7 separate regions of the Mus musculus genome follow, and all the other regions are linked to region 1. The links are chromatin contacts, called in public promoter capture Hi-C and targeted proximity ligation maps. All regions are on one chromosome and are shown on one strand. The core of a region is the stretch at or near the end of the contact, and the rest is flanking DNA. Distances in the headings are between cores, read along the strand shown. Region 1 holds the start of Fkbp2 (FK506 binding protein 2). Region 2 holds the start of Acy3 (aspartoacylase (aminoacylase) 3). Region 3 holds the start of Gstp1 (glutathione S-transferase, pi 1). Region 4 holds the start of Tmem134 (transmembrane protein 134). Region 5 holds the start of Carns1 (carnosine synthase 1). Region 6 holds the start of Ppp1ca (protein phosphatase 1 catalytic subunit alpha). Region 7 holds the start of Pold4 (polymerase (DNA-directed), delta 4).

Region 1 (2,807 bases), core at 210-2,709:
TAGACTTGATAGGACAGTGGTCCACACGTTTCTTCACTCCAATCTGCAGCTTCCGTTTGCCTTCGGCCCCCGTGGCTGCTGCCAGGGCACTCAGGCAAATGGACAGTATTGTCAGGATCCAGCTCAGCCTCATGTCTCTGTAGGCAAAGGCCACCCCACCCCCAACCAAAAAACTGGGGGGTGGAGTCATGGGACGTCTTCAGTCTGTATCAGGAGGACGCCAACTCCCCATTATATCTTGCCTGTTTCTGGGGAATCCCACAGTCCTGGGTCACCACCCCCTCCCCTGGGCTCTGTAGCCACACTTACCAGTCCAGTGAGAAGGGGGCTTGACCGAGGACCCCAGCAGCGAGGGGAGGGGGTCAGGGGAGGCCACAGCAGCCAGTGCCCCCTCCCTTTGCTCACTACCTGACCTTCTCTCCCTCCCAGTCCCCATCTCCGTTCTTCAGTTCCCGCTAGCCCCTTTACGCAAAGTCCAAACCCTATCTGATTGCACCGGATTTGTCCCGACTGGACGACCCCACTCCCGCCACACCCAGCTGCCCCCTGTCCAGCACACCCACACATCTGCGGCTGCTGCAGGTGTTCGGCCCCGAGGCACCCACACATCTCCACTAGGTGGCTCTGAGGAGCCCCGGTCCTCCGGGGGCACCCCCCAGTCCGGCCCCGTGCCTCCTCCACCAGGGGCACCTCCCCAACTCTGAGCTCTTGGGGGCCTCCGGGGAACCCAAACTGGCTCAGAGTCAGCAGGGCGCCGAGCTCGCTCCACCCACACCACCTCTCCAGGGGGAGTTCTCGGTCTACCGCGACCCCAGGCGCGGCCACCACGGAGACCGCCCCCGCGTGGACGCCCCCGGCCATAGCTCAAGCTTAGCTCTGCGCAAGGCTCCTTGGCCCCACCCTTTACGGCGTGAAGCTCCGCCCCCTGACCTGCAGCTCCACCCTCCGCAATGTTAGACCTAGTCTCCAGCAGAGGGGCCACGCCACTCACTGACTGAAGTCCCACCTCCAACGACTGGGATCTCACGCCCTCTGTCTCCGAGCCAAAGGCTCCACTTTCCACCTGCTCCAGCTCCTCCTCTAAACCCCAAGCCCCGCCCCCCACGCCTCCTACTCCAGCTATGGGCCACTGGGTTCCGCCCTCAACTCGCACTGGCTCCGTTGTCCCTCCCACCGCTGTTCCGCGCCCCGCCCCGAGCCCCAGGGCTCCGCCCCGTACGGCGTGAGAGCCCGCCCCCTGCGGCATTGCCAGAGGCCGGACCCCAGCCCCAATTCCTTCGTTTGCTGCCCCTGGCTGGCACGCGGACTCCGGCCCGCTTCAGGCCGGCCTGCCCCAGGTTGCCCTCCTGCACCCGGATCCCCCAGCCTGGGCTGTGGCCCCCCGCTCACCTCCTCGCCGCGCCCCCGGAGCCAATCCCGCTCGTGCTGTCACTTCTGCGCAGGCGCGTCTTCGTCGCTACAGGGCGGGACACGCTGCCCGCCCTCATTGGACCGTCCAAAACCCGCTGCTGCATCTATGGGCGGGGCTTCTCATTTGGCCCTGCCTCCTGAGTGACTGCGTGACAACGTCACTTCCGGGGTTCAGATTCCGGGTCTAGTTTGGCAAAAGTTGTGTCCGAGAGACAGAAGGCAGTTCCAGCCAAGGTGACATGGTCAAGCAAGTATGACTGCACGCGCCTGGAGGGGTTCTAGCAGGCACCGTGCTGACTTCCTGACCGGCACGCCTTTGGGTAGTTGTTGTGGGAAGAGGCTAGGGGTTCGGAGCGACAACCCGGATTTGAATCTTAGTTCTTTCATTTCTTGGCTGGCTGCGTGACCTTGACTAAGTTCGTTCTTTTGGTGGTGCGCTCTATGACACCCATACCACATGGCCCTGAGCTATGCGGACCCCTTTCATCTTGTGGTCTACAGTGTCAAGTCTCATCTGTGGGTGAACAAACGTCTCCTGGGCCAGGTCTATCATTCACTGCCCAGGAGACACATTCTCTAACCTAAAGATCCTGAAATTTAGAGGAAGCCAAACCTGAGTTAGGCTATGGAGTCTAGTGATTTCATACCCGTCTTAGGCCGTTTGCCCTGCTAAGACCATTTATTCAGATACCAATGGAAGATAATCATGATGTTGACCCCAAGAGAAGCATACTGCATATCTGATGAAGCTTAGTGGGTTCTGAATGTTTAGCTCTCAAATCCTAACCTTCACTGAGCCAGAGCATGATCACCAATATCACTGCTGAGAAAGTTATTTAAACATGATAAAAAATGGTGTGCTGTCCCATGACTGTAATGTCAACACTCTAGAGGTAGATATAGAGGGATCAGAAATTCAAGGACATTCCAGCTACATGAAGAATTCTGAGTCAGCCTAGGATACAGGAGACATTTTCTTAAAAGAGAAAGTTCAAAAGCAGCATCAGGGCTGAAGATGCAGTAAATCAGTAATATTTGCCAAACATGTATGAAGCCAGGAAGTTTAAGGTCATGCAGGCTATGTGAGACTCTCATGGATGGGTAAGTAATTATGTGATGATCATCATCTTGAGGAATTCTTTAGTTTACCCTACTCCTGCTTTGATACCACCAAGATCATGACCTCAGTGTCAGTCCCTTCATTAGGGCGGCTACTTTCAGTTACTTCTGTCCCTGAATGTTCTGTAGCAGGCCAAAGCCTTGGTGCTTCGCTAGCCTTCCCACACTACCCAGGACAGTGGAGAAGGGTAGACACTGAGCCTGGACCAAGTAGGTTAGGAATCTCAAACAGCAGCTGATGAATCCTGGGATGCCAGGGATTGTAGGTGGAGAAGACT
Region 2 (2,807 bases), core at 198-2,697, 3.0 Mb before region 1:
GAGACAGGGTACTCACCCCCTGCCACCTGCAGGGCTTGGTAAACAGCCCCAAGAGCTGTTGACAAAAGATTCATGGCCTTCTGCATAGGCTTTAGGAAGGTCTCGACCCTCTCTCCGCTGACGCCTCAGACTGCAGAAAGGGCGCCCAGGGCCACACTGCACGCTTCCAGCTCTTCGCCAAAGGACAGCTGGCAGGCCTCGTGAGAACAAAGGTGAGCCACAGGGCTCCACTGTCCCCACAGTGACAGTGCCATGGGGTGGGGGAGGGTAAGAGAGCAGACTCAGGCTAGAGTGTGATCTAAGCAGCTCTGATAAGGTTGCCACCCAGAATGTCCAAACTGTCTTGTAAGCTTGGACCTACAGCGAGAGTGATTTAGTTCCTGCCGGATGTCAGGACATCCTGAAACACAAGGCCTGACCTTGGAGGCCAAGTGCAGTCAGTAGGCATAGTTAATCCGATGGTTCAGTGGGCTGCATGGCTCACTGCCTCTCTCCTCAGCGACCTCTGAACAGTGCTTGCCTCCTGCCAGAGGACAGCTGAGCTCAGTAGGAGGGACAGCTGAGGGTCAGGGAACCAGGACTTCCCCAGGACCCCCACGGAGGTCTCAGGGAATGGAAAGGATCACTCTGTCTTCCAGTTCCAACTGTCCCCTGTGTTCAGTGTACCCTTTGCTCCTCTGCTGAGCCTCAGTTTCCACATCTGTAGACTGGGCCTGAGGGTTGTTTTCCAAAGCAGAGTAAACAAAGTCATTTCAGTTACAGTGTCCTTGAAGGCCATCACAAAGACCAGGCAAAACATTTTGCGGTTTTGTTTGAAGCATCAGTGAGCTGTAAGATTTGAACCTCATAGATCACAGCTTTAAATAGGTGGCTGTGGGCTGCAAAGACAGGCCGGTGCAGGGGAAGGTGGCAGGGAAGAGGACTCCTTTTCCGGTGGCCCCCAAAGTACAGGGCTGCTGTGGCCAAAATCAAGTCACTGCCCACTGTTGTCTGCCTTAAGTAGCCTCAAGGAAAGCACCTCTCTGCATGGATCGGAGTGGACACCAGGCAGGCCTTGTCTACCCTTAAAGGACCAAGCAGTGGACCACCAGTACTCATCAGTGCAAAGCCAAGTCCTTTCTGAGGACTGGGAGACATGGTTCCAAGTCAGGAATCTCTGGGCAAGCGCAGCTTCCAGCAGAAGTCCCCAGAGACCCTTGCAAGTAAAACTGTCCCTTTTCCGGGGGAAAGAGGAGAGGGCAAGGACAGGAACCTGCCCCAGAGACCTGGACCCATTAAGCTGATGGGAGTGGGGGCGGAGCTTAGGGGATAGGGGTGGGGCCCTGCGAACTTTGGCTGCTTGGCTCCCAGCCCAGCCTCCCGCCTCCAGTTCTCCGCCTACTTGGAACAAACACTTCCTGCCTGGGACCTGCGGGCCTATAAATACAGCCTCCTAGGGGGTGGACACATTAGGCCTGTGGCCTAGGGAAGCCCAGGCTCGTACCAGCAGGTAAGAGGCTCTGGCAGAGGCTCCCGACCAGTTCAGAGGAGGGTGCAGAGGTGGCCTGAAATCCAGACACTTGCTGCACAGCTTAGGGGGTGACAGTCTTCTCCCCCTGGAAAGCTAGGCATTGGCTTTACCATCTATAAAATAGTTCTGTGGTGACAGTCGTGTGGGTGGGAACAGTCGACCTTCTGAATGTCTGAGTCCCCCTTCTCAGCTTAGGTCCTCAGAGAGAAAAGTGGGGAGAGCGACACTCACCCTCAGAACATTCCAGAAGAGGGACTGAGGTTGCAAGGGGGAACAAAAATTTGGCTGCTGGTGTCTTGAACTTGGCTTCTGGGTACAGGTGGGTCACAGTTGGCATCCCCCTGCCTCAGACTCTTCTGTGGGGAGCTCACCCTACTGTTCAGGCTCTGGATACTTAGATTCCACATCTCTTGTGCAGTTCTTCCCCACACTGGGAGATGTCCTCCCTACCTGGGTCCCGGGAGCCCCTGCTCCGTGTGGCTGTGACTGGAGGCACCCACGGGAATGAGATGTGTGGTGTCTACCTGGCCCGGTACTGGCTACAGAACCCAGGGGAGCTGCAGAGACCCAGCTTCTCAGCCATGCCGGTTCTGGCCAACCCAGCAGCCACAGCTGCCTGTTGCCGTTACCTGGACCGTGATCTCAACCGCTCCTGCACCCTCACCTTCCTTGGGTGAGTACCCTCAGCCAGGCTGGCCGGTCCACAGCCAGGTACTAGCATCCCTACAGACTGGTCACAGTGGCTAGCAAGGCATCTCTGTCTTTTCTCAATGACCATATGGTTTAGCGAGATCCAGATCAATGTCACCTCTTCCAGGAAGTCTGCCCAGTAGGCCAGACTCTTACCAGCTGAAGTGAGACATACATGGGGAACAGGACCAACATGTCAGCTTCAGGTTACTGGAGGCACAGAAAAAGACTGGGGTGAAGGTGGGACTACATGGAGCATCCAGCCTGACCAAGAGAAGTCAGGGAAGGCTTCTTGTAGGAGGTGGCATCCAGCTAATCTCCCCCCTCCCCCACCAAAGGTGAGAAGTTAGCCAAGGAAAGGGAGACTGAGATGATGGGGACTGATGTCCCCCATTCCTTTCCCCACAGTTCCACCGCTACCCCTGATGACCCCTATGAAGTGAAAAGAGCCCGAGAGTTGAACCAGCTGCTGGGTCCCAAGGGCACAGGCCAGGCTTTTGACTTTACCCTAGACCTGCACAACACCACAGCAAACACTGGAGTCTGCCTCATCTCTGAATCCAACATCTCCTTCAACTTGCACCTGTGCCACTACCTACAGGTGGTC
Region 3 (2,807 bases), core at 226-2,725, 2.9 Mb before region 1:
CCTTCTGCCCCAGCTCTGTCTCTTCATGTTCTGCCCCTATGCACACACCCACACACGTGAGGGCACACACACTCTTCCTATCTGCACCCGCTGACCTCTCCTGAAGCTGTCTATTGGCCCTCTTTACAGTGCCCCAGACTGCCCTACCCTGCTTCGGGCTCTGATACAGGAAAGGAAACTAGGGAGGCAAAAATACACAAAGCTCCTTTGCCCATCGCTCCCAACCCCCACTCCCCGGGATCTAGGCTCACATAGTTGGTGTAGATGAGGGTGACATATTTGCCGCGAAGGTCCTCCACCCCATCATTCACCATATCCATCTGGGCGGCCTCCCTCTGGTTTTTCCCATAAAGCCCTACGGGTTGAGAGAGACAGCATGACTGATCCCTGATTTCCTCAGGCATGTGGCTGTTGGTAGGTCGAGGTCTTGGGGGAGGGGATATGGGCAGTCATGTGAGACCCGAGCTCATGAAAGGCAACAGGAAGCCATGGCAGGCAGACCACAGATGCAGCCTGAACAAGAATAATCTCTGTGTGTCCCTGTTTTGCTCTGTCAACTCAAAACTAAAAAGGGAGTGGCCAGCTGGGCAGATACCCCCTGAAACAATAACTGATACCCCCCCCACCACCCTGCCCACCAGCTGGACCACCTGGGTTCAGGACTTACCCAAAGAGCGGCCAAGGTGTCTCAAGATGGCATTAGATTGGTAAAGGGTGAGGTCTCCATCCTCAAACTTGGGGAGCTGCCCATACAGCTGGAGGGAGGAACAAGAACCTTGGTGATGCTGCTGCCTCCCAGTCACAGCCCTCCTAAGGCCCTACCTCTGCCCCCTCCACTACGGGTGTCACTCACACAAGTGGGCTTGAGCAAGCCTTGCATCCAGGTATCTATGGTAACCACCTCCTCCTTCCAGCTCTGGCCCTGGTCAGCCAGCAGCATTCGCATGGCCTCACACCGCCCTGTATGGAGTCAGGGTAAGGATTTGGGGACAGCATTCAGGCCCAGCCTCAAAGCAATTTCAAGTACAAGGACCACTTGCAACCAGAAGGAGAATAAAAAATGAACTGGAATTTCTTCATGGAGGATAGGAATGGTGGGCTGCAACCCCTACCCCAGACCTCCCCTTCCTGCAGTCATTTGGTCTTACCTCGAACTGGGAAGTAGACAATGGTGTATGGTGGCACTGGGGTGGACAAGAGAAGAATGTTAGGTAGAAAAGGGGTAATGATTAGGTTTCAGAGTGGTACACTTTCCCACCCCATCTCCCGGGTCCCTTCTCTGGTTTGAAACGCCTCCCCATCCCCCACCCCACGCCCCAGGCTCCTGTTGCAAGCTGCCCGGTGCAAAGAGCGCCAGTCGTGAGCGAGCCCAGGCCCCGACAGCTGCAAGCTGGTTGTCCTGGGAAGCTGTGCGGAGCGGACTCACTGCCTGCTGGGTGCGGATTCAGTGCTGCGTAGACAGAGGGGTACTCAGAGTGAGGACGCACGCGTAGGCCACCGGGCCGCCAGCCTTATAAGGGGCATCGCGCTCCGCCCCGGATGCTGACTCAACACGTTGGAGAGAGAAGCCGGTAGCGGAGCTCTGCAGCTCCCGCCTCCTGCCGGGGACACTCGCTTGTGGGACCCGAGTCTGCAGCGGTGCTGGGTTCATTTTTTGGTCCTGCTCCGAGAAGGGTGTGTCCAGCTCCCTTCCACTTTGTACTGGAGCTGGACAGCTTTCTGCAGCATGTGCAACTCTGTCAGCCTTTTGCCTGTCCCCATCTACCAACCTCTGTAGTAGATTCCACTAGTGGCCATCCTTAACTCACCAACTTCTTTCTCCTCCCAAAGAGCTTCATTTGATCATTTGACCTTCGCCAGGAGTAATCAGAAAATTGTTATCCTAACTCCTCACACTCGACACAAACACCAAATAAATGATAAAAATAAACGAGACTAACAGGGTTGGAGAGATGGTGCAGCAGGTAAAGTACGTACTACACAAGTTCGAGCACCTTCTTCTCACCTCAGCACCTACATAAAAAGGGTGCAGCACGCATACAGAATCCCGACTCTAGTCCAGGTGGTGGCGGAGGCTCTCATCTTTAATCTCAGCACTCAGAAGAGAGGCAGGCAGATCTCTGTGAGTTTGAGGCCAGCCTGGTCTACAGAGTGAATCTCAGGACAGCCAAGGCTACACATGAGATTTTTGTCTTAGGAGAAAAAAAAAAAAAGGAACCCCAGCTCTGTGAGAATAGGGACAAATCTTGAGTTTTGTTAGCTGACCCGTCTAGATGAACAGGTAGGCTCCAGGTTGAGTAAGAGACCCTGTCTCAAAAAAATAAGGTGAAGAAAAAAAATTCATCTGTATGATTCTCCACCTTTAAACAGGCCAATCCAAGCCCCACATAACATAGGTGCACATTTACTGAATCTGGAGTCTTTATTCTGTTATGACATCTCTGTATTGTGTAAAACTTTCATTACATAAAACTGAATGATTTTTCAGTTGGTTTAAAAGAATCACCCCTAGTGACATCTTTTTTAAAGATTTATTTTATGTTTGTGAGTACACTGTAGCTGTCTTCAGACACACCAGAAGAGGGCATCAGATCCCATCACTGATGGTTATGGACCACCATGTGGTTGCTGGGAATTGAACTCAGGACATGTGGAAGAACAGTCAGTGCTCTTAACTGCTGGGCATCTCTTCAGCCCGATAATCCTTCTAATTTTAACTCTCAGGGCTAGTAAGAACAAGACAAAAAAAAAAAAAAAAAAAGAAGAAGCAAACAAAATCCACTAAAAGTTAGATTTCTGTTTAGATA
Region 4 (2,807 bases), core at 113-2,612, 2.9 Mb before region 1:
ACCACGCCTACAGCTCATAGAAACAGCAAACAAGATGCATGTGGAAACCATTAGCACTGAGTGGAAAAATGGAAAAATGTAAACAACAGAATGCACTTGATACAGGAGCCCATGTTTGTACACTGCAAACACATCCATACAGAAGACAATGCCACGTAAGAGCCAGGCTGGGTTGAAACTCAGTGAGGCCAGGTCTTGGGAGAAGAAGGGGAGGGGAGGAAGATGGGGATGGAGGGAATGGGGGGGGGGGAATGAATGACCACAACTAGAGAGGAGCCTCTTTAACCATAAAATGAGAAGTTGGGTTGACTCAGTTCTTTATGGGAGATCATAAAATGTGAGGGCGGTTGGACGTGGAGGAGGGCAAACACTTTGTAAGCTAGAAAGATATGGGTTCAAATTTCAGACGTAGCACTTTGACAAACTGCCACCGATATTTACTATTATTTATACATCTATTCAGTTCCAAACACTCCTGAGCACTGAAGAGAAAGCAGTACTATAAAAGCTAAGGCAAAAAGATCAGGAATTCAAGGCCAGAGTGAGCTAAATAGGGAGCTCCTCTTCCAAGAAAACCAAAAAAAAAAAAGAAAAAAAGATAGAAGGGAATGCAGACTCAGTGCTAGAAAGATTGTTTTTTAATCACTTTAGCTGCCCCATGTATTCTGAATTGGAGAAAACAATATAAGCTCTGAGCCTCAGTGTCCACATCTGAAAAATGACAAGGACACCCCTCCATTGGAAGCTGTGGTGAGTAGGATGGAGGAACAGGTCCAAGAGTTTCTATGGCACTGGAGTGCGGACTGGAATCCAGGCTACCTCATGAGGTTTGAGCTGCTGGGCAGAGAAAGCAACCACACACACACCTCACACCCCTGGGCAGAGAAAGCAACCACACACACACACACACACACACACACACACACCACGCAACCACACACACACCTCACACCCCTGGGCAGAGAAAGCAACCACACACACACACACACACACACACCACACACACCCCGTCACACACACACACACACACACACACACACACACACCACACACACCCCGTCACACACACACACACACACACCACACACACCCCGTCCCTCCGTCCCCCCTCCTCCCCTCCCCCCTCCCTTACAAGCACAAGCTTAGATCGGTCCTGGTCACAGCCGGGGCTGTCGCTCACCAAGGGAACCTCTGGGGGGCGCCGCGAGTCCCGCTACCCGCGAGACTCTGACGCGATCCCGAAGCAACTCTGCATTCTGCTGCTCAGGCCTGCAGAGGAGGAGCGGGCAAGGGCGGGGCGGTTGTAGAGGGCAGATCTTCGCTCCCAGGGAGACGGGGCGGGCCCTGTGAGGGCGGGCCCTGTTTGGTGGGCGGGGCCGTGGCGGGCTCAAATGGCGGCGGCGCTGGGCGCCTAGGCCGGCGGGGGCCATGAGCGCCGCCCGGCCCCCAGTTTAGCATCGATGATGCCTTCGAGCTGACCCTGGAGGACGCGGGGCCTGAGCCCGAGTCCAGCGGGGTCGCCCGCTTCGGGCCGCTGCACTTCGAACGCCGGGCTCGGTTCGAGGTGGCTGATGAAGACAAGCAGTCCCGGCTACGCTACCAGGTGAACGGCCCTGCTCGTCTCACCCTCTTGTCCAGGATAGGGCGGAACCCCAGGCCGGGCCCCGGAGAATTCTAACTCCGGAGCCTCTGCCTAGAGACCCCAGCGGAGCGGAAAATTGTCCCCTAGACGTGTCTGCTCATCCAGATTTATGTCCTTGCCCTCTGAGCTCTGAGTTCGGTTCCAGTGCAGCTGTGGAGAGCCGGAAACTCGGACTAGGAACCCAGGCCTTAGCAACAGTGTAGAACCCACCTGTCTTGAAGACTGACACCCCAATATCACTCCGAGGAGTTTGGGGAGTACTTCCAATCTGAACCAGACCTTGTCGATATTTACAGCATCCCTTGAGCCCCAGATCACGTGACCTATGGAGCCTCCGCATCCCCTCTGCTTTGAGAATCACCCTAAAAGTGGAGGTCCCCACACATGATGTGTTTGCCCATCTCTTCATACTAAACCACACCATAAATCATTGTCTCAGGTAGCTTCCCCCAACCCTATCGTTCTTTAGGACGTAAGACCCAGAGGCCTGTGCTATGCTATACCAAATCCAAAGTCTCTATGTTGGGTCCCTGAAAAATCCTGAGAGCCTCATTTGAGTGGTCACCTGCTCCTGGGATCCATGCTGGCAGCCCACCCCTGCTGGATTCTGTGCTGAAGCCCCCAACAGCCACCTACTTCCTACCCAGGTTTTGGTTTCTGAATCATCAAACCGGTTCCGCTGGGAGGGCAGGGAGAGGCAGGAGAGCAGCTGCCAGATGTGCCAGGCAGAAGCTGTCAGGCTGCCTTTCTCCTCCCCCCAGAGGGCAGTGGAAAGGCCCATTCCTGAAGCTTATCTGAACCTTATGTCCTGTAACAGAACCTGGAAAATGATGAGGACGGAGCCCAGGCCTCTCCGGAGCCGGATGGGGGAGTCAGCACCAGGTCAGGGCCAGGTGGGGACCCACCCTTCTTATCCCAGGCCCCGTGTCTCAGGCTCCTGTCTGCAAGGACCTGCCCAGTCCCAACCAGATGCACTTACCTGTCTTACAGGGATTCCTAGCCCTGCTTCTCTCATGGGATCTGCTGTCCAGCTGGGTCACCTTACCCCAGTGCCCCGGTCCTCCACCTTATCAATGCCAGGCTTTCTGTCTTCTAGGAATCCTCAGTTTAATCCAGTCCCCACCCTCTTTCATTCCTCTTAACACACACTCTATTCTGTAATTCC
Region 5 (2,807 bases), core at 227-2,726, 2.8 Mb before region 1:
CATTTTTCTTTTCCTTTTCTTGAGTCAGGCTGACCTCACACTCAAGGCCCTCTGCCTCCCAAGCAGTGAGATTACAGGTGTGCACCACTACCTCTGATTTCATACAGAGCTGGGGGTTGAACCCAGGGCCCACTGTGTGCCAGGCAAGCATTCTCTAAGCAAATTAGTTTGGTCCAGTTGGTTGGTTGGTTGATGGGTTTGCTGTGTGGCTCAGGGAGGCCTTGAACTGGCAATCCTTTTGCTTCAGACTTCTGAATGCCAGGATTAAAAGCATGTGTCACCACACCTGGTTTAACATGTCTACAAGTGTATGGAATTCTGGCACTATTTCCTTTGCAGGAAGTCTGCAGGAATAGGACCCCCCAGTCCCCTCTCTGAGGCTGGGAACCTTAGGATGATAGAAATGGGGATATTACTCCTTGCTGTGCGTTGGCCTATACAAGTCTGGCACCTGGGCCTGTCTTTCAGGAGATAGGCTGAGCCACCATTTGGAACAGGTTGTTAGCTCTCTCTGGCTTGGTGGCTACCTGGTGCCTGTCTTATTCCCATCCTATGGGTTCTGTCTTGCCTGGGGGAATCATCTGTTGGCTCAGAAACTGTAAGCTATGGCCCGGACATCCAAGGTCTGGACCTCAGCCATTCATTTGCATCTCAGGACACCAGGGCTGAATTCTTTGTATCCTTTCCTAGGAAAGTACACTGATGTCAGTGACGGACTCATAGCTCATCTGAGTGTCCCCAACTCAGACCAGTGCTGGGCAGCTAGGTGGTACTCTATAGGTGGTATTGGAATGAGGAACTGTTATTGGGCTGACAGCACCTACTTCCTGGGGATAATGTGGCACGGGTGAGTGCCTGGTACACTGGGTAGGGGTCAAGCGGTGGAGCTGGTTATGGGGTCTAAGCTGACAGTCCTCAGGGCTAGGTTTCTGGGTGCCAGCCCCTGCCCTCCCTCTATCCAGGGACTTGGACCTTTGTGGGAAGGGACCACAAGAGACTCACCATCTTGGAGGTAGAGAGGCAGAGAGACTATGGGACAGAGAAATAAAACAGGGATCAGAGCAACCTGGTTCCTATCTGACCTTTCAGCCCTTAAGACTTCAAGGAGCCCATACACCCTATGTCTTATCCCTGCCCCACCCCCACCCTCAAGGAAAAAGACCAATTTCTGTTCCATGGATTCCCAAGAGCCATCTCTACCCCTGGTTACACCAGCAATGCTGGGAACTGGGGTGTTGGCTCAAACCCTGCAGTGGTGGTGGTGGGGTGACCAGGGTTCCCGTGAATGTGTCCCATTAGTGTTAAGCTCTACAAGCTCTCAGGGTGCCCAGCCCATGTCCCCGCTCATCCCCACTCCCTGGCTCCCATGGGGCAGGGCAGGAACCGGGTACCTGCTGTTGGCAGCAACTGGACCAGGCTAGGCAGGCAGGCTGGTGAGCAGAAACAAGGGAGTTCTGCACTGAAGGAAGCACAACACACTGTGGCAAGTGGTTTGTTCTTATATAGTGAGCCTGGCCATGCCCGGGGCGGAGCCCCGCCTCCTCCTTTCCCCAGAGGCTCCCTCCTCCGCAGCCCAGGCTTAGGACAAGGGACTTGTGATCCAGAGGGTGTTGGGATCTGATGACTGACAAGAGAGGCAATCCATAGAACAGACACAAACAACCCTGAACCAGAGCCTAGGACTATCCAGACACAGACGGATCTATAGTGAGACCCACAAGGAGAAAAACAGAGGGAAAGCTATGGACTGGGAGGAGCGGCATGGTGGGGAGAGTGAGCCCAGCATGTTACTGGAGCCGCCTGCCTGGGGCACTGGCTCCACCCTGCCCTCAGATGAAGCAAAGCTCCCGACGCTCCCAGCCAGGCAGCTGTCAGTCCTAGTCAGGAGCCCCTGGCTACAACGTCCTTCCTGAGCCAGGATCTCTGCCAGTTAGGTACCATGAGGACAGCCGATTGAAATGCTGGTGTGAAGCCAGCAATTTATACTCCTTGTCATGGCAGGGTCAACATCCAGGAGCAGGGCTCCCAGAAGCCCACACACCTGATTTGTGTAAGTGGGATTACAGCCATCATCTCTCTGAGAACCACACACATACCTGGAGGCTCATGCAGTCTGCCAGTGTTTATCCCACTAGTAGGTTCCAGTTTTGCCTCTGGGCTGCAGGATCTGGAGAGCTAAGGTTTGAGTCCTGAAGCTCCCTTTCCTGCTGCCCTCAGCCATAGCACCTAGTGCCCTTTGTAGCAAACACTGTGACCCTCCCTCCCCTGCCTCATCCCCAGAACCTCCACTGTTCTCAAGAACATCTTGGGCAAGGAGAATATTAAGGGGCCAGCAGCACTCCTTGGAAACAGAAATTTGTAGACAAATGACATTAAGGTTGACTCTGGACATATTGAGGTGACAGTACTAGGTGACATTTATATGGATATAAGTTACAGCAAATATAAGGGGGCAGACTGGAACTTCAGACCAATCAACGTCTGAAAGTCAGCTAGAAGGAAAGAACATGGGGTCATACTTGTATCTCAGACAGACCACAGAGGAGGAGTCAGGATTCTGATTTGGATTTGATTCACATTTAGAAGTCACCTAACATCTTTCTGAGCCTTGTTATCATTACTATTAAACATAGATAATGCCACCACAGGCCTCATAGAATAGTAGATATTAAGTATGAAAAGACCTATAAAGCACAGAGCACAATGGCCAGCACACAGGAGTATAGATAGCAGTGATAGTGACAGCAATGACCTGCAGAAAGATCCCAAGTGCAAAAACCCACAGATACCCCAAACACCATCTTAGG
Region 6 (2,807 bases), core at 102-2,601, 2.8 Mb before region 1:
CCAGTGTCACAGGCTGCAAGACATACAGAGAGCCAGTGTGAACAGCCAGACTCAGGCTGGGGATTCCAGCCACCAGTCCTCAGTCACAGGGGACTAAGCCCCCTCTTTTGCTGGGGAGTCGGGTAGACCCTGAGACCAAGTCTCTGTGCAGAGCCCCAGCCCCAAGCCTGGCCCCTACCCCAGCAGCCCGGCTCACCTCCTTGCTGCACCTCACCTCTTCTTCTCACTTCCTCCTCAGTCTCAGCTCAGCAGCTTGCTGGGGGCCCCTCCCTGGTGGGGGGACTCCCCCCTTCCTCTGTGAGGTTCTTCCTGCTTGCCCTAGTGCCAGAGCCACGACCTCCTCCCATCCAGAGGATGCTGGGTGTATTGATTCCCTGGCTGGCCCAAATTGAAGATGACAGGCCACCTTCAGTTTTACCAAGTAAAACCAATTTATGGTTCCAATAATAATTATCCTTTAATGTCATCCCACCCCTCCAACCCCCTGCCCCGGGTTTTTTGTTTTGTTTTGTTTTGAGAGTGAAGGGGTAGTGTGAGAACAGGGTCTTATGTAGCCCAGACAGGAGATGACCCTGAACTTCTGATCCTCCTGTGTCCAGACTCCTGAGTGCAGGAATTTCAGGCACTGGAATTATAGGTTTACGACACCAAGCCTACTTTAATGTTCCTTCCAGAGCCGGAGCTGGAACCTCAGGCCTTGCACATGCTAGACAAGTCCAAGTACTCTACAAAGGACTTACAACATGAACGAGATACAACGTATTACATCACTTATGGAAAAAAAATGGACGTAGCAGGCACCAAGGCAACCTGGACCAAAACACTGCTTAGAGTTCAGTAGCAGGTGTTCATGGGTCTGGCCATAAAGATGGAGGTGAATGTGAGGCTCCGGAGGTCTGGAGCCCACTCTCAGTATCATTAAGCCTTAGTTTCTTTTTCTGCACTTCGAGGAATTTATTTAGTGTTTGAGAAGTCAGCGATTAACATGCTCATACCACAGTCCCACGCAGGGCTGGGGTGGGAGAGACTTGGAAAGAGAAAAACAATTCCTACAGTACTTCCGGCCCTAACTCATCTGAACGCGGCAGGGCGATTCCTCCAGGGTGGAGCCGACCTAACCCCGCCCTACCGAACCCCGGCTCACCACCCCTGCCAGCCCCGCCCGCTCGCCCGAGGCCCTCTCGGGCTGCGGAGCTTCCCGTCCAGGGGAGGCGCTAGAGAGCGGGGAACTACGGACGCGGCAGGGCGGGGCGGGGCGGTCGACCGAAGAGGAGGGGCGGCGGGCCGGGGGCGGGCTGGGGAGGGCGGAAGGAGAGCCAGGCCGGAAGGAGGCTGTAAGAGGGCGGGAGGCAGGAGAGGGCCCGGAGCTGGTGGGCCGGAGCGGCGGCGCCGCCATGTCCGACAGCGAGAAGCTCAACCTGGACTCCATCATCGGGCGCCTGCTGGAAGGTGGGCAGGGGTAGGGAAGGTGCGCTCGCGCCGAGCCCGGGCCCCTCGCCGTCTGGAAGTGGCGCGCGGGCGGCCCGCCGCTCCCGGGGGCTAGCGTCGCTTGGGCGGGGACAGGCCGTGAGGATCCATGGCCACGGCACCCCCCCCCCCCGCGGGCGCCTGGGCTTTGGAGCGCGCTCAGAGGCCGGGGGTGCACGAGTGCCCGGGACTCAGGGTGAGGCTCCTGCGAAGCTAGCTGGGAAGGGATCCCGAAGCGAGGAAGCTTCGGCTGACAGGCTGCTGAGCACAGGCGTTTCTCTGGAGGCCCTCCGGGTGGCTAAGGGGTCGGATCTTGCCTTTGAAGGCCTGACGCAAAGGTTTCGGGGTGAGGGGGTGGGGGCTCACTTGCAACAGTTGCCCCTGTTAGGGGGGCGCGACACCTACCCTCGTCCGGTCTGCGAGGTCAGGGTCCCAAGACCCTATTCCGTACTCAGTGCAGGGCTCACGGCCTGGGAAGAACGTGCAGCTGACAGAGAACGAGATCCGTGGTCTGTGCCTCAAATCCCGGGAGATTTTCCTGAGCCAGCCCATTCTTCTGGAGCTTGAGGCGCCCCTCAAGATCTGTGGTAAATCCTTGCACAGAACCCTTTTGCTTCCTGAAAATAGCCCCTACTCGTGCCCCATTAACCGTGTTCCTCCACCCTTTAACCTATTGCTGGCCCTGGGGTCAAGTTTACATCTTGCACCTACCTAGTTTTCTCTGGTTCCCAGGTGACATCCATGGCCAGTACTATGACCTTCTACGGCTGTTTGAGTATGGTGGCTTCCCTCCAGAGAGCAACTACCTCTTCTTGGGGGATTATGTAGATCGGGGCAAGCAGTCTTTGGAGACCATCTGCCTGTTGCTGGCCTATAAGATCAGATACCCGGAGAATTTCTTTCTACTTCGTGGGAACCATGAGTGTGCCAGCATCAACCGCATTTATGGCTTCTATGATGAATGTAAGTGCTTTGAATGTTGCTGTCTGCCCAGAACTACATTCCCTGCTCTTCATGGGCCCCCTACATTGGTCTAGTGCCAAAAGACCCCCAATGATGAGCCCTGTAGGGCCCCAGCAACACGTCTGTCGTCCTTGGCGCTCAGGAGGGGCCTGGTGAATGGATGTACATGCAGGGCTGCCCATTTGCTAAAGCCACAGCCCTGCCTGATGACACCCCCTTCTAGTACATTCCTTAGTAAACATTTAGGATGCCTGTATGAATAAAACAGACCCACTCCTGGTTTGGCCTCATCCATGGGACCAGAGTGGGTACCACCATCATGGTTGGGCCAGACGAGTTCAGGTGTTGGAATTCTGGAAGGTAGATGAGGGTAGAGC
Region 7 (2,807 bases), core at 200-2,699, 2.7 Mb before region 1:
AAGCCAGATCACAGAGCTTCCAAAAAGGAGGGCAAAGGCCTCCAACCAGCCATCCTTGCACCCCTGGAAGGAAGAACCGGATGGGCTCTCCAGAGGGTGATTAGTGCTGGGTCAGTCCAAGTGCTGGTTCCCAGACTCCCACGGGCCAGCATTTTCACCCGCTGCCAGGAAGTTGGTGAGGGGGAGGTGGTAGTAGGGGTGAGTCAGTGATGACAGGAGCCCCAAAACAAAGGTCATGGGTAGAGAATTGAGAGACGCTGTTTACAGCAATTACCTCCTGAGGTCTTCTCCCAATGCCTACCATTCTCCTCCAGCTCTAAGGCATTCGTGCTCCTGCTCTCCTGTCCAGGACTAACGACTGTGTATGTCCCTCTCTCTACCGCGCAAGCCTGGGAGCTTCTGCCGCACACGGGAAGCTAGTTAGTTACACAGTAGCTGTTACTAAGAGCACTTCTGCAGCACACGGGAAGCTAGTTAGTTACACAGTAGCTGTTACTAAGAGCACTTCTGCAGCACACGGGAAGCTAGTTAGTTACACAGTAGCTGTTACTAAGAGCACTTCTGCAGCACACGGGAAGCTAGTTAGTTACACAGTAGCTGTTACTAAGAGCACTGATCACAATTTGCCTACACTTCCCACTTGCAAAAAAACTCTTTTGATATCTATTTTGAGTTAGCATGTGGGAGATGCTTAGAACTCGGCACATGGAAAGTCCAATATGAGGGTTGGGTTTATTGAAATTATTTTCTGCTCATGATACACATTCAGAAAAAAACAAAAACAAAAAAACAGAGCAGATCTGTCAGTTAAGAACTGGGGATATGAACCCATGGAGAATGGAGACTATACTTCTGGCGTCCTGCTTGGAATGGAATCTTCCTGACTAGCAAAGTGGACAGAGGCAGGCTGTGGGACTTGACAGCGGCCACAGCAACCGCATGCCTGGGCTGGGTGGACAGTGGCTCTGCCAGCAGACTGTGAGAAAGGAGCCTTCTGAGCTCATGAGTTTCTCCAGCAAGGTCTCCTGGGGCCAGTAAGAGCAGCAGGGAAGGACCTGGACTAGTCCAAACTCTCTTTGGACCTACAGATCTGATCCCACAGCGCTCTAGGGCCAACCGGCAGGAGAAAAAGGTTCTCAGGGGACTTAAAAACTGGCCATGGGGATTAGTGAGGCTGAAAAGAACATTTGCCTAGGAAGGAAAAACGGGAAGTGAGAGGCCGAGGATAACTCTCTATATGTCCCAAGGGACCCAAGTGGACCAATGAGAAACCCGAGGAGGTGGTGAAGTCTGGGGCATCTTGACAGGTTCTTGGTTCCGCCTAACCCCTCCTCACTCGAAACGCAGCAGCAGCTACCCCGCCCCCCGTCTTCTGCCGATTGCCATTGGCTAGAATTAAGGTCCCGCCCCGCAAAGGCCGTTTGCCATTTGCTTAGGTCTCTGATGTTTGCGTGCTTGTGGGGGCGGAAGACAGGCGTCATTCCCTGGAACCTAGGGACTTCCTCTCTCTGCTTGTCTGGGTCAACTTGTCTGTCCATTGCTGGCCCATCTCTCTCTGGCCCCCTCTCTCACTCTCAGCAGCTGTCTCTCACAGGCCCGCTGCCCTGCCTTTTCTTTGCCTCCTGCTCCGCCTGCCTGGGTGGCCGCCATGGGTCGGAAGCGGTTCATCACTGACTCCTATCCTGTTGTGAAGAAGAGGGAGGGGCCCCCTGGGCACAGCAAGGGAGAGCTGGCACCCGAGCTAGGTCTCTAAAATGTGGGGGTGGCAGGAAGAGTGGACATGAAGTGACCAGAAAGGACTCTGTGTGTGTGTGTGTGTGTGTGTGTGTGTGTGTGTGTGTGTGTGTGTGTTGGCTAAAAAGGGAAGCTAGCATGTCTCGCACTTCCGATGAGCTGTCTGTCTGCTGGATGGCAAAGGCAAATGGGTGGGGAGATTGCCAGGATATAGAGTCACAGCTCTAAGTCCAGGGTAGGGCAAAGGCCTGGATGTGCCTGAGGAGCCACCACATGTTATTGCAGGGGAAGACACCCAGTCCCTCAGCCAGGAGGAAACAGAGCTGGAGCTGCTGAGGCAGTTTGACCTGGCCTGGCAGTATGGGCCTTGTACAGGTGAGCACCCCATTTCCAGTCCCTCCCATCAGGCACATCTCTGAATCAGTTCTGTTATCAATGTGTCTCAAAAGTAATCCTGCCTAGCTCTTGGACACTGTCTCCTGAAACTGACTATGGAGGCTCAAGAAACTGCCGTCCATGTCCACTATCCTGGATTCTCCTGCCTATCCTGTCTTCTTTTCCTGATGGCAGGTATCACAAGGCTGCAGCGCTGGAGTCGGGCAGAGCAGATGGGCTTGAAGCCCCCCCTAGAGGTGTACCAAGTGTTGAAGGCACACCCTGAAGACCCTCACTTCCAATGCAGGTCAGGATAGGCTGGGACAGCTTTCAGGGGAACCAGGGACTTCTCCAGGAGCTGCCACCCTCTTGGTCTACGTAGGGGCTACCTTGACTTGGAGAAGTGGGAACAGACTTAGACGGTCCTTCCTGTCAAGCAAGAAGAGTCTGGCTCGAGATAGATCTCGATAATGATCCTTACCTCTATGAGCTGATGGTGGGGGACGGGTATATCTAGGGCCCATGGAGCTATCCATGAGTCCTGAGGTGTTCACCAGAGCCACAGGATTGTAGGCAGTAAGTAAGTAAGAACTAGAGACAGTCCATCAAGGAACAGAACTGATGTGGCTATGACTTCCTTCTCCCACCCTGTCTTCCACAGCCTGTGGCATCTCTACCCACTCTGAGGTACCCCCACG

Evidence for each region. Promoter capture Hi-C pulls out the DNA fragments that hold promoters and counts their contacts. Capture Hi-C pulls out chosen DNA fragments and counts their contacts.
Region 2: a contact with region 1 is called in a promoter capture Hi-C map of liver, with 2.6 times the contacts expected there. A contact is called at or near these places in 3 of 39 promoter capture datasets (hippocampal neurons and liver).
Region 3: a targeted proximity ligation map of astrocytes shows a contact between it and region 1, with 8 times the contacts expected there. A contact is called at or near these places in 2 of 39 promoter capture datasets (hippocampal neurons and liver) and 1 of 130 datasets of targeted methods (astrocytes).
Region 4: a contact with region 1 is called in a promoter capture Hi-C map of adipose tissue, with 2.9 times the contacts expected there. A contact is called at or near these places in 6 of 39 promoter capture datasets (the 3T3-L1 cell line, cranial neural crest, hematopoietic stem and progenitor cells and 3 more), 1 of 484 Hi-C or Micro-C datasets (B cells), 2 of 130 datasets of targeted methods (astrocytes and embryonic forebrain) and 2 of 9 other capture datasets (adipose tissue and liver).
Region 5: a targeted proximity ligation map of embryonic forebrain shows a contact between it and region 1, with 4 times the contacts expected there. A contact is called at or near these places in 5 of 39 promoter capture datasets (the C10 cell line, cranial neural crest, embryonic stem cells and 2 more), 3 of 130 datasets of targeted methods (astrocytes, embryonic forebrain and embryonic stem cells) and 1 of 9 other capture datasets (liver).
Region 6: a contact with region 1 is called in a promoter capture Hi-C map of liver, with 5 times the contacts expected there. A contact is called at or near these places in 5 of 39 promoter capture datasets (the 3T3-L1 cell line, cranial neural crest, hippocampal neurons and 2 more), 3 of 130 datasets of targeted methods (astrocytes, differentiating embryonic stem cells and forebrain) and 2 of 9 other capture datasets (adipose tissue and liver).
Region 7: a targeted proximity ligation map of astrocytes shows a contact between it and region 1, with 5 times the contacts expected there. A contact is called at or near these places in 2 of 39 promoter capture datasets (hippocampal neurons and liver), 1 of 484 Hi-C or Micro-C datasets (B cells) and 1 of 130 datasets of targeted methods (astrocytes).

What each region holds. Positions count from the first base shown.
Region 1 is chr19:6,979,005-6,981,811 of GRCm38.p6, forward strand. Fkbp2 (FK506 binding protein 2) reads right to left here and starts at 1,460. Exons shown (of 6, transcript NM_001166368.2): 1 at 1,390-1,460; 2 at 1-137. The coding sequence starts at 133. LOC114841036 (Uncharacterized protein LOC114841036) reads right to left here and starts at 1,436. Exons shown (of 6, transcript NM_001370419.1): 1 at 310-1,436; 2 at 1-137. The coding sequence starts at 1,246. The coding sequence ends at 446.
Region 2 is chr19:3,985,123-3,987,929 of GRCm38.p6, forward strand. It overlaps Acy3 (aspartoacylase (aminoacylase) 3), which reads left to right and starts at 1,448. Exons shown (of 8, transcript NM_001302479.1): 1 at 1,448-1,489; 2 at 1,701-1,829; 3 at 1,929-2,183; 4 at 2,609-2,801. The coding sequence starts at 1,948. It overlaps Gm52386 (a long non-coding RNA gene), which reads right to left and starts at 639. Exons shown (of 3, transcript XR_003952881.1): 1 at 17-639.
Region 3 is chr19:4,036,437-4,039,243 of GRCm38.p6, forward strand. It overlaps Gstp1 (glutathione S-transferase, pi 1), which reads right to left and starts at 1,476. Exons shown (of 7, transcript NM_013541.1): 1 at 1,427-1,476; 2 at 1,149-1,184; 3 at 854-960; 4 at 668-755; 5 at 252-355. The coding sequence starts at 1,427.
Region 4 is chr19:4,124,598-4,127,404 of GRCm38.p6, forward strand. Tmem134 (transmembrane protein 134) reads left to right here and starts at 1,363. Exons shown (of 8, transcript NM_001078649.1): 1 at 1,363-1,443; 2 at 1,445-1,603; 3 at 2,460-2,524. The coding sequence starts at 1,429. It also overlaps a transcript of Aip not described here.
Region 5 is chr19:4,174,003-4,176,809 of GRCm38.p6, forward strand. It overlaps Carns1 (carnosine synthase 1), which reads right to left and starts at 1,477. Exons shown (of 10, transcript NM_134148.2): 1 at 1,392-1,477; 2 at 1,003-1,029. The coding sequence starts at 1,005. The region is part of intron 3 of Gm17552 (a long non-coding RNA gene); the gene reads left to right.
Region 6 is chr19:4,190,823-4,193,629 of GRCm38.p6, forward strand. Ppp1ca (protein phosphatase 1 catalytic subunit alpha) reads left to right here and starts at 1,352. Exons shown (of 7, transcript NM_031868.2): 1 at 1,352-1,449; 2 at 1,923-2,054; 3 at 2,200-2,430. The coding sequence starts at 1,395. It overlaps Tbc1d10c (TBC1 domain family, member 10c), which reads right to left and starts at 225. Exons shown (of 10, transcript NM_178650.3): 1 at 197-225; 2 at 1-13.
Region 7 is chr19:4,230,444-4,233,250 of GRCm38.p6, forward strand. It overlaps Pold4 (polymerase (DNA-directed), delta 4), which reads left to right and starts at 1,450. Exons shown (of 4, transcript NM_027196.4): 1 at 1,450-1,745; 2 at 2,020-2,109; 3 at 2,305-2,416; 4 at 2,771-2,807. The coding sequence starts at 1,649. The coding sequence ends at 2,795. It overlaps Gm45928 (predicted gene, 45928), which reads left to right. Exons shown (of 4, transcript NR_132309.2): 2 at 2,020-2,109; 3 at 2,305-2,416; 4 at 2,771-2,807. The region is part of intron 2 of LOC102631992 (a long non-coding RNA gene); the gene reads right to left.